Linked DNA regions of Mus musculus: region 1 is linked to region 2. A link is a contact called in public promoter capture Hi-C data. All regions are on one chromosome and are shown on one strand. The core of a region is the stretch at or near the end of the contact, and the rest is flanking DNA. Distances in the headings are between cores, read along the strand shown. Region 1 has its middle 7.9 kb from the start of Gm13348. Region 2 holds the start of 4921504E06Rik (RIKEN cDNA 4921504E06 gene).

What was found. Promoter capture Hi-C pulls out the DNA fragments that hold promoters and counts their contacts.
Region 1: a promoter capture Hi-C map of macrophages shows a contact between it and region 2, with 9 read pairs. The contact joins the enhancer-like site here to the promoter of 4921504E06Rik in region 2. A contact is called at or near these places in 3 of 39 promoter capture datasets (liver and macrophages), 9 of 484 Hi-C or Micro-C datasets (LSK cells, Sertoli cells, adipose-derived mesenchymal stem cells and 5 more), 7 of 115 datasets of contacts at active chromatin or transcription factors (CD8 T cells, bone marrow-derived macrophages, embryonic fibroblasts and 3 more) and 4 of 9 other capture datasets (adipose tissue, liver, macrophages and 1 more).

Annotation. Positions count from the first base shown.
Region 1 is chr2:19,626,201-19,632,064 of GRCm38.p6, forward strand. No RefSeq gene overlaps it. Among named protein-coding and RNA genes, the nearest start is that of Gm13348, 7.9 kb to the right of the region's middle. Within about 2 kb of position 4,506, at least 36 of the 459 cell types and tissues checked have an H3K27ac peak or open chromatin away from gene starts, as enhancers often do. A contact at or near this core is called in CD8 T cells, bone marrow-derived macrophages, macrophages and 2 more, where this site is marked.
Region 2 is chr2:19,552,071-19,557,322 of GRCm38.p6, forward strand. 4921504E06Rik (RIKEN cDNA 4921504E06 gene) reads right to left here and starts at 1,840. Exons shown (of 17, transcript NM_027600.4): 1 at 1,704-1,840. The coding sequence starts at 1,810.

The sequences.
Region 1 (5,864 bases), core at 3,256-5,755, 77 kb after region 2:
CAAGAGCTTTCTGACAGGAGCCTGATATAGCTTTCTCCTGAGAGGCTCTTCCAGTGCCTGGCAAATAAAGAAGTGGATGCTCACAGCCATCCATTGGACAGAGCACAGGATCCCCAGTGAAGGAGCTAGAGAAAGTACCCAAGGAGCTGAAGGTTTTGCAGTTCCCTAAGAGGAACAACAATATGAACTAACCAGTATCTCTAGAGCTCCCTGGGACTAAACCACCAACCAAAGAAAACACATGGTGAGACTCATGGCTCTAGCTGCACATGTAGCAGAGAATGGCCTAATTGGTCATCAATGTGAGAAAAGGCCCTTGGTCCTGTGAAGATTCTATGCCCCAGTATAGGGAAATGCCAGGACCAGGAAGCAAGAGTGGGTGCATTGGTAAATAGGGAGAGGGGGAGGGGGTAGGAGGATTTCAGAGGGGATACTAGGAAAGGGGATAACATGTAAAATGTAAATAAAGAAAATAAATATCTAAACAAACAAAAAATCCAAAAGATAAGCAAAACCAAACAAAACAATATTTGTTATGAGGTGATAGCAGCCAGCCAGCTTGCTAAGTGGTAGCTTAAGAAAATATGGGCTTTTTCTGCATGCTTAAAAAGCATACTTGTTCATTCAATTAAGCCAGTTTATTTTGGTTTATTATTGAATAAAAAGAAAGCCAATAGTGAGTACCTTTTTCCTTAGAGGATTTGTTACAAATTGTTTTAATATGGGCAAAAAATTTTTGTTTCCTGAGTTCATTTTTCCCCTTGGTATCAGATAATGTCAGATAGACTGTATTGAAATAGGAAGACCATCAACTTTTGTCTTCATTCTCATGGTCACAAGTAATCAATAAATGCTTGCAGTTGCCAAGCAGAGAGAATTCAATGTCCCAAAGCCTGGGATGAACAGACCACAGTTTTAGCAATATGAGTTGGCTCCTCGTTTACACTGAGTCAGCGGTGATGTCCCCAGCTCTTCCCAAAGGGAAGGTCCGACCGAGTCAATGACACATGTGGCATGTTAGTCTCTGACCTCACTGGAACAGCTCGAGACAGAGTACAACCTCTCTCTCTCTCTCTCTGCAAATAGAGAAGTGGGAATTTAAAAACAGTTAAAAACCCGAGCCACACAGGAAAAGAGAAGTTGCTGTTTCTACTCACTCTTTTGAGTTTTGTTTTCTAACTTTAGGTCTGGAGGAGTGAGAAGCTTAAAATGGGGGGAGAAATGGCATTCAGATGAGGAGGGAGGGAGTGAGGGAGAGAGAGAAAGAGAGAGAGAGAGAGAGAGAGAAGATATAATTTTTGGAGGGTGGATTTTAATGTGTGGTAAATCCTTACTTTACAGTTCATCACAGTGAGGAGGCTAGGGCACCTTAGGAAATGCTAATATAAGAAAAACATGACTATACCAAAAGGATTGACCCAGAGCCTAATCATGCTGAAAGCTGCCTCAGTTGGATTCTAATGCTGGAGTCATAAACCCTAAGCCCCAGATGAAGCAACAGGCAAAAAAAAAAAAAAAAAGTTTTTTATTTGTTTTTTTTTTTTTTTGAGATAGGGTTTCTCTGTGTGTCCCTGGCTGTTCTTGAACTCAATCTGTAGAACAGGCTGGCCTCTTATAAAGAGATCCTCCTGCCTCTGCCTGCCAAATCCTGGGATTAAAGGCATGCACCATCACCACGAAGCTGCAGCGTGTAAATTTAAGTATCTGTCTTTTTGGCTTTTTTTTTTTTTAATGAGGAAATGAGGAAGGGTCATGCTTATTCACTATATGCAATATACAGCTATATGCAACGAATGTTAATTTGATTTAAGAGCTTTAACCAGTTAAAGGAATGGGACACACTTTGAGAAAGGAGGCAAGAATAAAAGACATTTGCGGAAGAGGGAGAGGAAAACAATGAGTCATGAAGACAGAAGCTGGTAGAGAAGACAGACACACTAGGAGGAGAAAGGAATCGTGAAACAGTAACTGAGACTTGGGGAAAGTGACTGTCATCAGTTACCAAACTATAGGCTGATCCTATACCACAGACTCTCTATGAAACAGCCTTTAGGGGTGTAGCTCCCATACCACCAAGTTCCCCAGTTCAAGTGGCACAGTCAGCATTTTCTAATGTATTTACAGTCACAGAACTACTGCCACAATCTTAGTTTAGAACATGTTTACCATTGAGAAACCTATCCGTTAGTAATCTCTCCCCACTTCCACATTCTCCCTCCAGACTTAGGCACTTAACCACTAAATTTACATTTCTCTATTTGCCTGTTCTGAGCATAGGGTAAGTAGGATCCTGCAAATGTTATCTGTGACTTCAGTCATTTAGCAGTTTTCTGGGATTCATCTACATAGCACATTGACTCATGTCCCATTGTGAGGCATGCTCATATTCTACTACATATCTGTTCAGTGGTTGATGAATTTTGAGTTGCTACAAACAATGCCTGCATATACACTGGTGTCTGAATTTTTGTGTACAAATATTCTTTCATATCTTCTGTGTTTATACCTAGGAGATTTTTCTCAGTCACGTGACTCCACATTTGTCACTTTAAACAGCTGCCTAGTTCTCTTCTACGGGAGCTGCATTACCCTAACAGGTCTAGTTTCTAAGATTTTTACATGCTAATCAGCAATTGTTGCTGCCTTTGTAATTTTACTGAGATATAATTTAAACACGATACATGGAAGTATACTTACTTCCACAGTGGTCTTTATTAAGAGCGGTCAACACAATGTTCACTGATCCTCATAATCACAGAAGAAACCCGTACTCCTTAGCTGTCCCTCTGATAGCCACCAACTACTCCTTCCCATAGCAACGATAGGAACTAAGGTATCTTGCTTCTATCTTTCTGTTTCTGTTTTGTTTTTCATTTGGTTTGGTTTGGTGACAGATGTTCAGTGGCTAAATGCTGGATGTCATTGTGGTTTTGATTGTGCTTTCCTGAAGAAAAGTGAAGGCTCTTTCTCCCTGATTACTCCCGAAGGCCATGTTTCCCTTCTAGAAAAGTATATCAAATTCTTTAGCCACTTTTCAAGCCTGGGTTGTCTTCTTGGTGGCTTGAGAGGGTTCTCCACACCTTTCTGGACAAGTTTCTTAGCAATTGCTCGGATTGACAAAATTGTCTCCCACTCTGTGCTTTCTTCCCACTTGGTCAATTCACTCTTTTGATCACTTGATTACTCTGAATTTCTCCCTTTGAAAACTGCCAAATAGGGGCTGGGAATGGCCTAGTGATTAATGAGGGGTGGGGGTAGCTCACTAATTGATAAGGGGCTGGAGGACGTCTCAGTGATAAGGGATGTGTCTTGTTCTTGCAGAGGACTTGAATTAGGGTCCCAGAATTCACACTAGGTAGCTCTCAACTGCCTGTAACTCCAGCTCTGATCTCTGTGGGCACCTGTGCTCATGAGTACACGGACCAGCCACCCCCACATATATACATAATTAAAAATAAGCCTTAAAAATTACAAAGAAGTGCCAAATAGTTTTCTTCTGTTTTGACCACTGGAGATTAGAAGTATGAGAGGTAAATCTGGGGTATAAAAGTTCACTCAAGGAGTATTCTAAATTAAGCATGATAGAATTACTTGGCTACTTATAGGTCTATATTTTAAAGATGCTGAGACTTGCTCCTTTTAGTTGTGAGTACATGTGTGAGTATTTGTCCACCTTTGAAAGACAGGATGGATGGAAGGTTAGCTACATTTTTTTAAGTCCAAAAGGGAGCTGGAGAGATGGCTCAGATGTTAAGAGCACAGGCTATTCTTTAAAAACCCAGGTTTCATTCCTAACATCTATTTGTCAACTCACAACTGCCTGTAACTTCACTTCTAAGAGATCCTATAACCTCTTTGGTCCTCCTCAGGCACCAGGCATGCACATGATATGCAATTCCCACCACACACACACACACACTCATTCGCCCACACACAACACACTTGCACAATACACAATTTTTCAAAAAGAATTTACTCTCTAAAATATGCAAATGCTAATTATAGTTACTATATTGTGGTTGTTTAAACAAAGGTTAAATTAACCACAGATCATCCTTTTATAACATTGTAACCCATCCTTTTAGCAGTCTTGTATTTCAAGCACATTTGTTGAAGATGTTCTTTGTGGAGAAAGATATCAAATTTATAAATGTCTACATGTCTTTAACCTGCTACTAAGAATGAATGAGCCAGGAGTGATGGCCCAGGCCTTTAATCCCAGCATTCCAGAGACAAAGGCAGGTGGATCTCCGTGAGTTCAATGCCAGGCTGACTAAACAGTGAGTTCTAGGACAGCCATAGATATGAATGATAATAACATAATACGTATAATAATTTCTTTGAATATGCCTTCTTTCCCCCATTTTAGAGGTCACAAAGTGAAGACATGCATGTTAGCTTAAGATAAAAGAGGCATTAATTTATTAACACACAGTGGTGAGGTATAAATTTATGTTTCTGTTTTGGTTTCAGTATTATTACATACAACATGAACTGCTTCAAAATGAAAGCACTGATTGATTTCAAGAGAAAGCAGAAGTTCCTCTCCCTGTACTGACTTGACACACACATCACTGGCAGAAAACCTAAGAAGAAACTCACAAGGGAAAGATTTTGATTGCTCTCCTTTTGTACTAATTCTTTTTGAGCGATTCTGACCAAATCTCAGGCAGAAACAACTCAGAGAGAAAAGTTGACTTTGGTGCAGAGTGAGTTCAGTCCATTACAACAGAGGAAGGGGTGAACAACAGAGATTCTCTGTAGGAAGTGTATGACCAAGATCTGTACAATGGTGCCAACTAGGACACCAGGACCACAGGAGTGAACCAGAAGCAGCTATGACTTTCAGAGGCTTTACCTTAATCTCCTACTTCTGCCAGTCAGGTCTCACCAAAGCTCTACAGCTTTCAGATAGTGATAGAAGACAAACATTGTCAGAATAGTCCCAATACAAACCATAATGCCTACCTGTACACAGCTATTATCTAGAAAATGGGTAGGTGGTGAGTTGGATTGGAACTATGTGATCAAACCCAAGTTGCTGTGCATAAGAGGCAGCTAACCAAGATGTGAATGGAAGAAGCACCCTGGGGGAGAGGGCTGGACATCAGCTGGATCCCATTCTCAGAGGACACCGTAAACTGGGTGAAGAAAAACCATCATGTCTTAGTTCCTTTCCTGTTGCTGTGAAAAAAGAGGCTGACAACTGAAGGAAGGAAGAAGGCAGGGGCTATCTCCGCTTATAGCTGGAGGTACAGTCACCGAGGGAGAACAATCGGGGGAGCTTGAAGGAGCTCCTGGCATTGCATCCACAATCAGGAAGGAAGTAGAGAGTGGTGAAGGCCTGTGCTCAGCTCATGTTCTTCTTCCGTTGTCGAGTTCCCAACCCCATAAGGTAGCACCACTGACTTTTAGAACGGGTCTCCCCACCCCAGTTAATCTAATCAAGCCCGGAGGCTTGTCTTCTTAGTGATTCTAGACTCTGCCAAGTTCCTAATCAATATAAACCATTATAGTTTGAGAAGGGCTGAGAAAGTAGCTTAGTGGTACAGCCCTTGCCTATCCTGTCCAAGGTCTTAGGTCCAACCCTTGGCATCCAGAAAGAAAGAAAATAAATAAAGGAATAAATGAATGAATGAATGAATGAATAAATGCAATATGAGCTGTGCTGGCTAGTTTTGAATCAACTTGACTCAAGCTAGAGTTATCTGAGGAGAGGGAATCACAACTGAGAAAATGCTTCTGAAAGTTTGGCTTGTAGGCAAGCCTGTGGGGTGTTGTCTTGATTAATGATTGATATGGGAAGGCCCATCCTTATTGCCACCCCCTAGGCAGGTGGTCTTTGGTCTATAAGAAAACAGATT
Region 2 (5,252 bases), core at 590-3,089:
TTTCACTACCTGTTCTCTCAGCAGGGAACATTTTGGCTCCAGATGCATGTGCCTGGTTCCTGCTGTTTCCTCTTAATGTCATCTCAGAGAAGCCTTTCCTGAGAGCCGTGGTGACTTGGGGGTGTGTACACATACACCAGTTTTCTGTGCTACCTTTGCTTCTGTTTCTTCTGTCACTTGTAAATGCTGTCTGACTCATTATGTGGTTACTGACTTAACTAGAATGTATCACTTCACCAAGGCTGACCTGAGTTTATGTGAACTACCTGGCCTAACCCAGCTAGATCAGATCCCTGGGTGTCAGCCAGTATCTAGCTTCTCCCATTCATATCAGAACTCCAACCTATTTCTCTAAGCCTTTGAGTGGAAAAAAAAATGTTATGGACATTAGTGGTTCCTTAGTTCAATCAACGTGTGCTAGTAGCAATTGGCAGAGATCAGTTTGCCCCATGAGTCTGGCTGGAATGTTCTGTTGGGTACTTATTCCACTGCAGAATGTCAAGGAATCCAGGAGAGAAAGGGGCTCTTAGGAACAGATTAGACACAGCATTCCACTGTTGTCTGCCAAGAGCTGCCTGTGATATGTGCTTTTGACAGTTTTATCAAAGGTCTGTGGGTACCCTGACTTGGTTTGGCCAGCAAACCTATTAATGACTAGTTGGGGTAGAGAAGTGGAGTTCAGCAGGACTGGGTACTGGTTCAGGCCCACCATTGGGCTGGTCTAGCTATAGTCAGTCCCTTCCCCTGCTCCCTGTCCTGTCCCTGCTCCCTCTTCTCTCTCTCTTCCCCAGTGTGGGGTTTGCCTGGAATCAATAGCCTGGCTCCCTGAGGTCTCTACTTAAGGAATGGCATCACGTGGCAGTTAATCTAAGGCTATGTGCTTACTGCTTTGAAAGAGTGTTTTAAGAAAAAAAAATTCCCCATAAATGTTGACTCTACATTATCCAAATAAAAAAAGGGCTGAAGCCAAATGAGAGAGAGAGAGAGAGAGAGAGAGAGAGAGAGAGAGAGAGAGAACCTAAGGACCATGAAATAATGATTCCATTGACTGCCTGGCAAAGGCATATGGCTTGTTGTCTTTATATATTTGGCGGTGCTCCAGTTCTAGGAAAATCCATGTCAACGTCCTATTTTCCAAAAATGATGGCCTCCGGAGGTGAGATCAAGAGAGATGAATAGGTAATGAAGTGGGAGCCTCATAAATGGGGCTGTTCCCTTAAAAAGAGCCCAGGTGGAGGATAGAGAGTGGAGAAGTCAGGAGATGGCTCCCCCGCTGATCCCACTAGGGGAGGATGCAGTAAGAACGGGTTGCTTACAAGAAAGGACCGTCAGACATCAAATCAGTGCCCAGTTCTTGGACTCCAAGCCTCCAGAATCTCAAAAGAAATCTGTGTTTAAATCGGGAGTCTATGGGATCTTCTTTAAGCAACCTCATACCATTTCTGTATGGCTCTTTTCTAGACTGTACCTCGGTGAAATATTTAACAGGCCCTGTGGTCTATGGAGTAGGCACAATTAGCTACTGTCCTGTTTCCCAGATGAGCTAATAAGAGGCATAGGACCCGGTGAGAAGTCAGACGAAATTAGAACCCAGACCTGAGTCTGAGCTTTTAGCCTGTGGTTTACTTAAGAAATCAAAGGCGACGAGGCTGTGGAGAACAGGTGACCAGCTCTGAAGCGCGTGCAAGTAGCGGGCAGGTCACCTGGAATGGAATTTGAATTGCTCAATAGCCCCCTCGAGGGTCTGGAGAATCTTCCTGCATCCACGTGTCTTCGTCCATTCTTCAGTCTCAGTCTCAGCCTCCGCCATGCTCCCAACTGCTCGCTTGGAGTTCAGAGAATCTGAGTCCCAAAGCCAGAGTCCGTTGCCATGGCGACTCCCAGAGAAACCGGAGACCGGGGTGGGGGTGGGGTTGGAGGGGTGAGGATCAGGGGCGGGGCGGAGAGCGGGCGGGGGTGGAGTGGGTGAGGTGTAGGGCGGGCTCCGGAAGTGCTCCTCTGTCTCGCCAGGCCACCTGCCCCACCAGACATAAGCCTTGCGACAAAGAGCCTTCTCGGACGCCCACAAGCCAACCCGTTCCTAAATGTCTCTAGGCAAAGCTGCACCCTGTAAATAACTCTGCTGCGGCCCACTACGCCTCCGGACCCTTTCTGCTTCCTTCTCCTCCAAGGCTCTGAGCTCAGCCTCCTTTCTGGTTGGACTCTGCATTTGGGAAACTGAAGTTTCCTACGTCAACGCTCCTCCCACGTGCCTGTCAGATCTGCAGCTTGCTTGGCTCTCTCTTTTGCTTGGCCTCCTACCAAGTGTCACTCACTCTCTGCGGAGATGGAAACTAGTGACCCCATCCAATAGCTATCTCACGATATAAAGAGGCCTGGGCTTGTCAGCAATACCACAGGAGAGCAGGTGGCCTGATAAAATACTGACACCTGTCACTTGAATACACACACACACACACACACACACACACACACACACACACACACACAGGAGTGTTGCTGAGTGAAGATTTTCTTTGCAGAGATTAAACAGGCCTACATCCTTATTTAACATAAAGGACAGAATGTAAGGCATGGCATTTTACACAATATCGTGTAGTGGAATTCAATTCACTATCTACCATTATTAAGAGAAGCTATTTTAAGCGGTAAAACTACCATTTATTCTTAACTGTGTGCCAATTATTGACAAGGGACCTAAGCTTGGGGTATCATCGCTTTTAGAACTAAGTATTTTTCATCTTCATTTCACTATATTGTCTGTAAGGATATATTTATATTTATGTATATATATATATATGAATGTGTGTGTATGATGCATATGATATATGTGTATGTGTAGAGTGTATGTGTATATATATATGTGTATATGTATACTGACTCTCTCTCTCTCTATATATATATATGTATATATATATATATTCCTAATTAGCTGGATATTAGGAGTAGGAAACAGGGAAAGAAATTCACTGTAGCGATCACTGTCTTTAAACATTTAAGGCTATTATGTGCCTGCATACAGTGCCCTGGGAGATGAGAAGAAGGAAATGGAGCTGGAGTTTCACATGGTTCTTATCTGACTTGTGGTGACTGGGAACCATATTCCCTAGCCTTCTGTAAGAGCAACAATTGAAGGCATTTGTTGATCAGGCTGCATAATTACACCATCCCCCAGAAACAAGAAGCACACATACATTTTTATTGGAGCCTTGCAACAGCCCATCCAGGAGATTCCAGTTTCAGCATCCAGGGCATTAAGGAAAGAGGACCACAAGTTTGAAACTAACAACGTGACATTTCTTTTCTTGTCAGCCACCTGTGTTTTATCTCTGAGTGTTCTAGCTCAAATCACTGTTCATGTCAGACCAACATCCCACCTACCCCAAGGAGTCCTGGCACTGTCAGAGTCTTTGTCAGATTGAAGCCAGTCTTCTTTCATCAGATGTAGAAATCATTGGTGGCTTTTAGTGGAGAAGGCTCATGGACTCAAAGATAGACATTAAAAATGTGTTAATTCACTTTTGAATATTGGTCTCATTTATTTATAATTATCAAGATTCTGTTTTTATTTTTTTATTACAATAAGCAAACACTGAACAACAAACCTTGCTCTTACATTTTTGGTTGTAAACCTAGCCTTTAACGGCTGAGCCATCTCTCCAGCCCAATAAATCTTTCTTAACAGGCATAAACTGCAATGTGGGAAGAGCTCAAAGCCCTTATAATACACAGACTCCAGCCAGCCTATTAAAAGAGTGTCTTCCTTTTTCCCAAACCACCCCTGAGCAATGTAACTGCAGCATCCAAAGTTTCCAGCTTTCTAAAAGTTGAACAGCTCAAAAGCTAGAACAACCCTTCTCTTTCTCAGTCCACAGGATGGATGGCACAACTTGTGCACATGAGTATATAAATACACCATGGCTTCCTATGAAAATGTCACCTGCCAATTAGCAAGAATGATTGCACCGCAGATTAAGTAGCAGGAGGCTTTGATTAAGAGCCAAGTGGTGGCTCTGAACGTTGTAATTTATATAACCCAGTTGGACATTTTCAGTTCTGTAACTCTAGTAAAAGCCAAGAGGTTTCAGCTTAGGTTTGTAATTTAAATTCTTTTGAGAGAGTCATGCTATAGGAAGTGCTTATTTTTTCTTTATCACTAGCCATAATATATGATTATGTGGTGCGGGTGCTGTTATGTAAACTTGTTTTATGTAATGCTCCGTCCCTAACCAAAGGTCTGAAATAAAGGGTTGGGAAAGGAAGCAGTGAGACTCGAGCCAGAACAGTTTTATGTCACTAAATCCTTTAGAGGTAAAGCTAAAGAGACTAGATCACGTCTTAAGCTGGCTTGCAGCAAGTTGCCATCTCCACTGTGAATATCCACGAGTGACTGTTTGGCACCTGGTTGAAATGAAGGGGACAATGCTAGGCAAAGTAGAGAGTCTGGACAGATGTGACCCATGTTAAACTTGGGATGTTGGCTGTCAAATGTCCTTGATCACTAGAAACACTGTTTGCTCTGCTTGGAGGTAACTTTAAATCTTGAGATTTAAAGACTTGAGAAAGGAACAGGAGCCAAGAGAGAGAAGAAAGGTAAAGCTTTCAGAAGGAAGCTCCCTTTATAGGCATGTGACCTCACTGCCAAGGGTAATTCAGACTGGGCCTTCTCTCCTGGCTATGACCTCAGAACACTTTCCTATGCTGCCATTGCAGTACAGAGGGAGGAGCTTGGCACAAGTTGATATCTGAATGGAGAATAATACAGGGACAGTTATCATATTTAATGGCCTGGAAGACATCTTTATTTTACTAGATGTTAAGAAACAAATACCAGCTACAATGCTACTTTAATGTAAACTAGCAACATAAGAACATTAAAGATCTTGACTGGGAACTCTATTTCATCATGATCCAGAGGGGTCTCCTCTCCTAAGAAGTGGGGCACCCCCATAACCTAAATAAATCACCCCGTGGGACCATCAGATTGCTTGTTCTTTCCCACTGTCATAGGCTGTGAGCCAATGAACAGTTAACGTTCTCTGTATATATACATGATAAAGACTTAATCTAGGCAGCAAACATAACTTTGCACATAGTGAGTTCTGAAGACTCCTTATCTGTGACTTAACTCTCTGTGGTTTAAGTTAACCATTACCTCCAAAGATAATTCCAAATCTTACATGGAATATAGAGCAGGATATTTTGAGAAACTATACTCATAGAACTTGTATTATAGTATACTGTTCTAACTA